Linked DNA regions of Mus musculus: region 1 is linked to region 2. A link is a contact called in public Hi-C data. All regions are on one chromosome and are shown on one strand. Each heading gives the region's core, a stretch centred on a gene start, on an enhancer-like site or on the middle of the called end of the contact. The rest is flanking DNA. Distances are from core to core; before and after follow the strand shown. Region 1 has its middle 28 kb from the start of Gm30501. Region 2 overlaps 3100003L05Rik (RIKEN cDNA 3100003L05 gene).

Region 1 (4,752 bases), core at 1,297-3,796, 500 kb after region 2:
ACTGGCACTGTGCACACCTCTTGCTCCTGCTAACTTCCAACCCACATTGAACTCTTACCATGAGTTCCCCAGACTTCCTCTCTAACAAATTCTCCAAATGAATATGCACATAAGATGTGTGGTAGCTATGCTTCTGAGGCCTCTCCCTGAAGGTTGTTTGAGCCTGTCTTAACCCAGCATCAGCCAGCAGGGTACACCTAAATCCTTGCCTTCTTTGAAGCCTGCGTTCCCAAGTCTATTCTGCACTGAAGATCCTTCAAATGCTGCACAGTTTCAAAGCAGATCCATTTATTTGTTCAACAGATCTATCAGGTATCTCCAGTGTCCCGAGAATACCTTACAGGTACAGGTATGGATAAGATACCTGACTCTCAAATTACCCAAGGAGCTAAAGGGAACTGCAACCCTATAGGTGGAACAACAATAGAACTAACCAGTACCCCGGAGCTCTTGTCTCTAGCTGCATATGTATCAAAAGATGGCCTAATCGGCCATCACTGCAAAGAGAGTCCCATTGGACTTGCAAACTTTATATGCCCCAGTACAGGGGAACCCCAGGGCCAAAAAGGGGGAGTGGGTGGGTAGGGGATTGGGGGGCTGTGTATGGGGGACTTTTGGGATAGCATTGAGAATGTAAACGAGGAAAATACCTAATAAAAAAATAAATTTAAAAAAAAAAAGATACCTGACTCTCAGGGTGTTGTTTTTGTAGGCTCATGGAGGAATTGGTTATGCCACACAAGAACATAACTAACAGGATAATGTTGGAGCCCAGTAAAGATCACCAATTTGGGGTCAAAATGAGAGCACCCATTTCAAGGCCCCCTCCTGCTACACTCCTAGGCAGAACGGTTTGAAGTACCTCATTTTGACTGAAGGGTGAATCCCTGGGTGTTTTCAACAGTCATCTTCTTTTTAAATTTGCTTATTCATTTGCCCGTTTAATTATTTATCCCACAAGTATATGTTAAGGCCAAAGATTCTTCTGCCCAGCACCGGGAACTCAGAGTGGAACAGACCTAGTCCCTACCTACATGAGACAAAACTTCCCCATTGGTTAGCAGAGCTATTCCAGTCAGATCAGCTGGGATACCAGGTGCCCTGATAGTGTCGGCTGACATTGAAGAATTTTAAAGGCTGAATAGAAAATGTCCAGGCTTCATTTCTGAGGCAAATGCACAGAGATGGAAACTTCCTTCCAGTAGCTGCAGGGAGGACAGGGTAGCTTCAGAGTGTGGAGTGGGGCAGGGAATACAGAAAATGAGGGCTGGGACAAGAGGTAGCTTGTGGAATACTTGGGTGAGATATACAGCCTGGACCTGGAGAAGGAAGGAAGAGGGTGGTGCAGGAAACAACTCTGGGTTCTGCCATCCTTGAGAGAAGTACCCACATATGTGCCAGAGTCATCCATTATCCACTCCTGGCCCCTGGTGGGCAGACATGCACATAACCAGCATCACCACCATAGGAAGGAATGGAGCGTACAGTAGCTGAAATTGTGCACATCTTCTGACGGAGCTGTTGAGTTGGTAAAGTTCTTTCACCTGATTTAAAAGTCAAGTCACAAGTTCAGAAAGTCAGGGAAGATTCCCCTCCTCCCACGGTGCAACACTGCTTCCCTCTCCGGTCATCCATCTGCATGCGATCCATCTGCCTCCTCTCATCTCCTGTCCGTATCTATTGGTATTTTTCTATAAGCTGTCCAGAGTCTCAAGCACACACATGTTCAGTTGCCTGGACTTTTAACATTTGTGCTATTGAAAAATGGACTTTAGGGAAGTAAAGCTATAGTCAGTTTTGCATTACAAAGAGTTCTGTTCCATAGCCCTGTGGGGAAAGGTCTACAGAAGGCGGTCCTACAGGTGGGACCAAGAGAACAATTGGGCAGTTCACATGGGGATTTGAACTGAGCAATTGATGGAGAAGATCGGTGAGAATAAGTTCTGGCATTAGAATGTTCATACTCAGTGACTCACAGCATGTGAGGGGGAGACAGGGAGATGCTCTGTAGGAGCTGCGGGGTATGAAAGTGGGCACAGGAAGCCAGAGTTAGAGAGAAGCACATGAGCTGCACAAAATGTGGTAGAAAAGGGAGTCCTGGAGTGCAAGGTGTAGACTTCTGGGAGCTGTCGTTGCTGAACCAGGAGTGATAGACCAGCTCACCAATCAGGAAGAGGGGCTGAGATGTCAAGAGAACACCCATTCCCAGAGTGCTCTAGAAATGGAGCCTACCAGAGAAGCAGAGAAAGAGCTGATCGGGAGAATACAGCGTGAGGTTCAGAGAAAATCTGAGGAGCCCACCAACCAGGTCAGAAGAGCAGGAGGGTCAGCAAGGTATAGACATTCACTGGTGACATTTCCAAAGCAGTTTCAGACACCACTGCGAAGATAAGGAGGCAGAGACAGTATCTCAGGCTAATTTTAAATCGATGTTTTTATTGTGGGGGAGGGGCAATGAAAGATCAGCTTTCTGCCATGGGCTGCTTATAGAAACACCAGGGAGACGTCTCAGAAGCCTGTTGATGTCAGGCTCCGCTCAGCTGCAGCACGCTGCTCTTTTATTGTTTTCAGATGCAGTGCAGGCACCTGATCTTAAAACCTCCTGAGGTGGTACAGAGACGGCTGCTGAAGCTCAACAGAGGCAAAGTGGGACATGGAGGGACCGTGGTTATCAAACTGATTTTTCCAAAGTGGGAGAAATTCTCCAGCATTTGGAGACCATCATGACAAAAGTAAAGAGGCAGAAAGGACGTACAAAGACGCTGCGTGGGAGGGAGGAGTCAGTGTTCATGGTCCAGCTTGGGGGAGGAGTCGGTGTTTATGGTACAGCTGGAGGGGAAGAAAAGTCAGTCTCTATGGTACAGCTGGGGGAGGAGTCAGTGTCCATGGAACAGCTGGGGGGAGGAGTCAGTGTTCATGGTACAGCTGGGGGAGGAGTCAGTGTTCATGATACAGTTGGTGGGGAGGAAAGAGTCAGTGTTCATGGTACAGCTGGGGGAGGAGTCAGTGTTCATGGTCCAGCTTAGGGGAGGAGTCAGTGTCCATGGTACAGCTGGGGGAGGAGTCAGTGTCCATGGTACAGTTGGAGGGGAGGAAAGAGTCAGTGCCTATGGTACAGCTGGGGGAGGAGTCAGTGTCCATGGTCCAGCTTAGGGGAGGAGTCAGTGTCCATGGTACAGCTGGGGGAGGAGTCAGTGTTCATGGTCCAGCTTAGGGGAGGAGTCAGTGTCCATGGTACAGCTGGGGGAGGAGTCAGTGTTCATGGTCCAGCTTAGGGGAGGAGTCAGTGTCCATGGTACAGCTGGGGGAGGAGTCAGTGTTCATGGTCCAGCTTAGGGGAGAAGTCAGTGTCCATGGTACAGTTGGAGGGAAGGAAAGAGTCAGTGCCTATGGTACAGCTGGGGGAGGAGTCAGTGTCCATGGTACAGCTGGGGGAGGAGTCAGTGTCCATGGAACAGCTGGGGGAGGAGTCAGTGTCCATGGTACAGCTGAGGGGAGGAGTCAGTGTCCATGGTACAGCTGGGGGAGGAGTCAGTGCTCATGGTCCAGCTTAGGGGAGGAGTCAGTGTTCATGGTACAGTTGGAGGGGAGGAAAGAGTTAGTGTCCATGGTACAGCTGGGGGGAGGAGTCAGTGTCCATGGTACAGTTGGAGGGGAGGAGTCAGTTTTCATGGTACTGGGGAGGGAGAAGGAGTCATTGTTCATGGTACAGCTTGGGCAGACAGGGTATCAGAGGGTACTCTTCCCTTCTGAGGGGAGAAGAAAGAAGGGAGGAAGAAGATGTTCACAATAGTGATGCAGAAAGAGCATTTTTTTTCTCCTAGTGACAATTTCCTTTATGACCAAATGGATGGTTAGTTTGTGTCTTAGTCCACTTTGTTGCTATAAGAATGTGACTGAAGCTGGGTAATTTGTAAAGAAAACAGCAAGTTTATAGTTCCTGAGGTTCCCCGGGCAGAGGTGGCACACGCCTTTAATCCCAGCACTTGGGAGACAGAGACAGGCGGATTTCTGATTTCTAGGCCAGACTGGTCTACAAAGTGAGTTCCAGGACAGCCAGGACTACACAGAGAAACCCTGTCTTGAAAAGAAACAAAAACAAACAAACAAACAAAAAATAGTTCCTGAGGTTCAAAAGCATGGCACTGGCTCCAACTGGGGGTCTCTTGACCCAATGGGGAAAAGGAAAGAAAGGTTACAAGTGAAGAAAGGGAGCAAGGGACCAAGGAAGGTCCCAGCGGACTCTATAGCAAGCTACTCTCCAAAGACCTAACCCAGTCCTCAAAGAACTTTAATATCACCTGGGACCTTGTAATAGACTCTGCCTCTCAGAAGTCCCACTACCTGTCTCCTCGCGCATGAACTTGGCTCCCAAACCCCATCTCACTTTGTAGCAGTTGGCTAAGAGGCAGAGGAAGCAGGAACGGCTTGCTAAATAAGAAAAGTTAGAAACCATGCTTCAGTGACCCTCCTGAATAAATCATTCTCAACTCTGTGTAAACTTTAGGGGAAGGTAAATTCCAGGAGGGTGGGCCCTCTCTCCCAGTGTCAGTCACTGTCCTGCCCAGGTCTACTCCACACATTCAATAATAGCAAGAGGAAAGGTACCTCTGGGCTGCAAGAAGATGGATTTTAGAAGAAATGAGAGCTCTCTAGGTGGTAGAAGGGGATTAAATTCTTCATTTGGGGAAGAGGGTGCAATCCAGGTGCTGGGGAGACTCCTTTTTATAGTAGAATCACTCAACAGGGACC
Region 2 (4,718 bases), core at 1,207-3,706:
TTGCTACTGTGTCTTCATGGAGAATGGTGGCCATGCCTCTACAACCTGGTCCCTACAGTGAATCCAATTCATTATGGTGGTGTCATCTAACCTTTCCTGCACTGCACAGGACACAGACCCAGCAGGCCAGGGAGACTTGGGTTTTTTGAATCTGTGTGAGCCACCAGGCAGGTGGCAGGATCTCCACCCATTCCTGAAGGAGAACCAGCCATCACTGTGTGACTGTCTCCTCCCTCTCCATGATGTTGACATCATAAACTGTCCTGAACTAATCCCATTAGCCTTGCCCTGGAACGGTTGCTTCTGGTTTTCCTGGCCATAAGTTTTAATCAAACCTGACCATCCACAAAAACTCTGTTTTATCAAATGGATGAGAGCTCTGAGTGGTCCTCTTCCTCGGTCTGCTCCCTCTGATCTGCCTCTCCATGTCCTCTCTCCATCTCCCTCTCGTGGCCTTTCCTTGTCTTCTTTCATCTCTCTCCCACCTGCACTCTTCTCTCTTCTTCCTTCATCTTCTCTACCTCCTCTCTCATCTCTTACTGACCTTTTATTTCTTTTTATCTTATCATATTCTGTATAACCCTCAAGAGCAATCACTTGGCCGTCTTCTAGCCCAGAGCTTCCAAGCTGTTTGTCTGTCTTGTGGAGCAGAAACTGAAACAGAAGAAGCAGGATGACACTTGTCTACCCCACAAATCCACGGGGCAAGGCATCCTCTAGGCATCCAGAGTGTGCTGGTCGTTTTTAGTTGACATGGCTTTGGTTATTTCTGTCTTAAGTGTCTTGATTAATGGTTCATACTTTAGTCACCAGACCCCAAACTTACCTATAATCACCCTCTCCCCAACCTTTCTCAAGACATTACTTTGTCTCTTTGTAAAACACTCAAACATGAAGTAAAAACTTTCTGGACATCCGCTTGTCCTACTGACTATGGTAATGCAGAGATGAGCCAAGGAAAGAGCCCAAGTGCTCCAGCCCAGCACCCACAGGTATGCATGGCTGTATTGGACAGTGTGGTTCAACCTTGTTCACTTGCCCAGGAATGCTCTGTTCTTTCCATTTATCATAGTTGTCATTGTTAGTATAATGTGTAAGTAGTAACTTTATTAATCATGGAGTGATTTTATTAATGACCTTATTAATTACTGAAACAAATGTTTATTGAGGAACTACTATGAAGTATTCCTTCCAGTGTAGACAGTGTCATATGGTTTCTGTAAAGCATAGGGTAGGCTGCATGGAATACAATTTCATGTGCAGTGAATGTTTGCAGAGTGCAGCTTCACTGTGCTCTAACCTGCACACATGCACACAAGCATAGCTAGGACATAACCACTGCACAGTGATGCCCTGCACAGATGTGCATACACACACACACACACACACACACACACACACATGCACACACAGAGCTATGATTTGCTTTTACTGTCCTAGAAATAACCCATCCTTTGATGGCTGCTGCACAGTGAAGCTCACAATGAACTGTGTTTAACAGGACCATTAATTTATTAGGCACTCACTTAAGACGGTTGAACCACATTAGAGCAAATGTGTTCTTGGGGGCTCTGTGAGGGCTGTGTTTATTTTCTAAAAGTTGCCATTAGGTCTAGATGGTGGGAAGACTGCCAGAGGCCACATTATGGGAGCCCTGGTCAGTCTCCTGTGCCATGTGGCTATAGAATTAGTGTGCTACTTACTGATGGGCAATCCATCCCTTAACAAGGTCCCAATTTGGCTCCTGGAATAATGAGATGAGCCTTTAGGGACCATCCATCTCTCTCCCACAGCTGAGGGCACTTCTGAGGAACATGGTCCCTTAACTGGCTTATGATGTAGTGCAGCTGAGCTGAGGCTGGTACAGCTCATTTATTTCTCAGGGGCCAAAATGAAATTTTCAGTAGAAGCTCCTCCCTCCTCCCATGAGGCTCTGCCAGGGCTGACATATTTGAAAGGGCTATATGTTAGGTAGTGAGGGGTTGGTCCATATCCCAGATCTTCTGAACAATCCTAGACAGGCAACTTATTCTTCCTAAACCCTAATTTTCCGCCTAGTGAGACAGAGATCCACATGAGAAAACAGTATTAATTGAGAACCTACTCCAATCATTTTATAGGTTAAGAGACGAACTAATTCACGTGAAGTCTATTCTCAGGAACATTGACCTATAAGCTCAAGTGATCGCTTTGAATGAAGGCACATTTCGGCCAATTTAGATGCTGGGGAGGCATGAGACAGGGGCTGTGTCTTGTTGGGCATCTGGGAGAGTGACAGCTGAGTTGAGCTCTGACAGATGGCCAGGTGTTAATCGGTTAAGCAGGGTGATGGTGGTGATGATGGCGGTGGTGGCAGTGGTGGTGGTGGCGGATGGGGAAGAGCTATGCCAGACGGAGAGAACAGCTTGTGTAAAGGCCTGGAGACTGGAGGGAACACGGTGTGTTTAGAAACCGAAATCGAGCCAGAAGGCCTGGCGCACAGACAAGGAAGGGCTGTAAGGTGGGCGGGAAGAGGCTCCTTAGGGAACCTAAGTAGAATGCTGAGGACACCTTGTTCAGAACTGGGGTCACATCTTATGGAAAAGAGAAACCTGTTGGAGGTTTTAAGCAGCCTTCGTGGTGTTTACACATAGCCATCACTCTGCCAGTGGAATGGGCGCAAAGCTGGAAGGAGACCAGACTGCTACATGTGGAAGGAAAGATTGTAGGAAATGTGATTTTATATAAATAACAAAGACTTATGCTGAATCAGGGACAAAAGACTGGAGAAAGTTAAGCTACATGATACACTGAACAGAACTGCATCAACCAAGAGAAGAGGCTCTAACTAGGACTCCCACTCTCCCTGTCCACACTGTCCAAGACCACTTACTGCATGGGCAAGTGATCACTAGTGGCAAGCGATACCCCAGACACTCAATAGACACTCATGGTGCCCATCTGTCCCCTTAAGATCTTTGCCAATTGAGTCCCACCAGCTCTGTCACAGCCTCAAGGAGCTGGATTCAAATCCCTTTCACCTTCTTCCAGAAGCTTTCAAACTTCCCACTTTCTAACTTGAGCCTCAAGTGCCAGCAGGCAGCCTTGGGCTGGCAGAGCTATGGGAAGAATCTTGCACAGCTTAAGGCTGGGAATAGCTGTGCCAAGATGTTTCTCGATTCTTCCTCCTGAAGTGTCTGACTCAGTGTGCTGCAGTTTTTTAAATTATTATTATTTAAACCTATTATTTGTGAGTTTTGTGTATGAATATAATAAATTTTGATGAAATCTGCCCTCTACTAGCTCTGCTCCAGCTCCTCCCATGCTTCATCCCCTCAACTTCTCCATCCAACTTCACGAACTCATCTGTTAAAGCCATTGAGTGCACTCGTACTGCCTGTATGTGAAGGGTGTAGAGCACCCTCTAGAACATGGGCAGTCTAAAGTCAAGCTGATACCGACTGTTCTTCATAGAACCTGGCCAAATCCTGCTGCTCTTGAACTAAAAGGAGATACCCAGTGGAAACTGAGCATCTCCCTTCAGACCAGGAGAAGGGAGGAAACAAACCAATGGGAGGATAAGAAGGCGCTGAAACTGACAAACTACAGAAACAACTCCCATAGGCTGTGTGAGGAAATCCCCACATTTAGGACCCCAGTGTTCTGATCTGTCAATTAGAGCTAGTGGTGGGTCCTCCATTGGAGTTCTGTTGAGAAAGAAAGTGAAAGTCTGTGATGGAAAATGACAGTCAATAAAGTACTTGGGGACAAGGAAATAATAAATGCATAAGTAGCCCAGCAGGATGGCTGTGAATTCAATCCAGCCTGGGCCCAAATCCAACTTTTGCCATTCCTGACCTAAGTTGAAGATAGTGAGGGAAGGCACTCGCCTTAGCATCCCACCAGCACTAAAGGGTAAAACAGTTCAGGGCTCTAACCTCACCAAGCTTATATTTCCAGAGAAGGAAGAAATTAAATAACCATGCATGTTTAAAGAACAAAACAAAACAAAACAACCCCCACCCCACCCCCCAAAAAAACCCATCTCGCAATGTCAACAGGACTCTGAAGAAACTAAAACAGTGGGAAATGACAGAGTAGCTACCTGAAAGAGATGCACATTGGACTGCTGTGTGCACATGACCTTCCAGCTCAGAGCTGACTCAGAAGAAACGTAGGTGATGATACCACACATATAGGCAGGTGATTCTCAACCCTGGTTCAGGGTTTCATTAGAACCAGCTAGAAGTTGCTTGACAGCCATTAAAATAGTATTGTTTGGGGGTAATTCTTAAGCACACAAAGGGAAGTCAGCCTCAGCTTTGTAAAAATCATGTACAGAATGATCTAGCCTGGTATTTTCATCATGAAGTACTCGATCAGGGCTAGTAGAGCAGGAATCACAAGCAGGCCATTGAAATGTGAGGTATATTATCCCATAGTTCCCAGAGGCTGAAAGGTCAAGGTTAAGGTCTCAGGAGGCAAAGGTGCCTTTATCTGCTGAGCCATCTTGCCTATATCATGAAGTTGTATTTTAACAGACTAAAATCAGAACTTTAACCCTAATGTGGGGAGGAAAACACAACTTATATGTCATCATAATTAGTCCTCACCAGTTTCCCCCCCCGTTTCAAACCTTCCTCTTGATTTTCTCGTCTTCCCATTTGGCTCTTCACTCCAGAGATTCTTGTAATCATAACGTCATCCCTTTCTGGAACTTTAAAGCAAAACCCTTCCAA

What was found. A called contact is a pair of places that touch in the nucleus more often than the background predicts.
Region 1: a contact with region 2 is called in a Hi-C map of cerebral cortex, with 5 times the contacts expected there. The contact joins two enhancer-like sites. A contact is called at or near these places in 2 of 484 Hi-C or Micro-C datasets (cerebellar granule neurons and cerebral cortex).

The regions. Positions count from the first base shown.
Region 1 is chr7:125,180,330-125,185,081 of GRCm38.p6, forward strand. No RefSeq gene overlaps it. Among named protein-coding and RNA genes, the nearest start is that of Gm30501, 28 kb to the right of the region's middle. Within about 2 kb of position 2,547, at least 12 of the 459 cell types and tissues checked have an H3K27ac peak or open chromatin away from gene starts, as enhancers often do. A contact at or near this core is called in cerebral cortex, where this site is marked.
Region 2 is chr7:124,678,970-124,683,687 of GRCm38.p6, forward strand. The region is part of intron 1 of 3100003L05Rik (RIKEN cDNA 3100003L05 gene); the gene reads right to left. Among named protein-coding and RNA genes, the nearest start is that of 3100003L05Rik, 28 kb to the right of the region's middle. Within about 2 kb of position 2,457, at least 12 of the 459 cell types and tissues checked have an H3K27ac peak or open chromatin away from gene starts, as enhancers often do. A contact at or near this core is called in cerebral cortex, where this site is marked.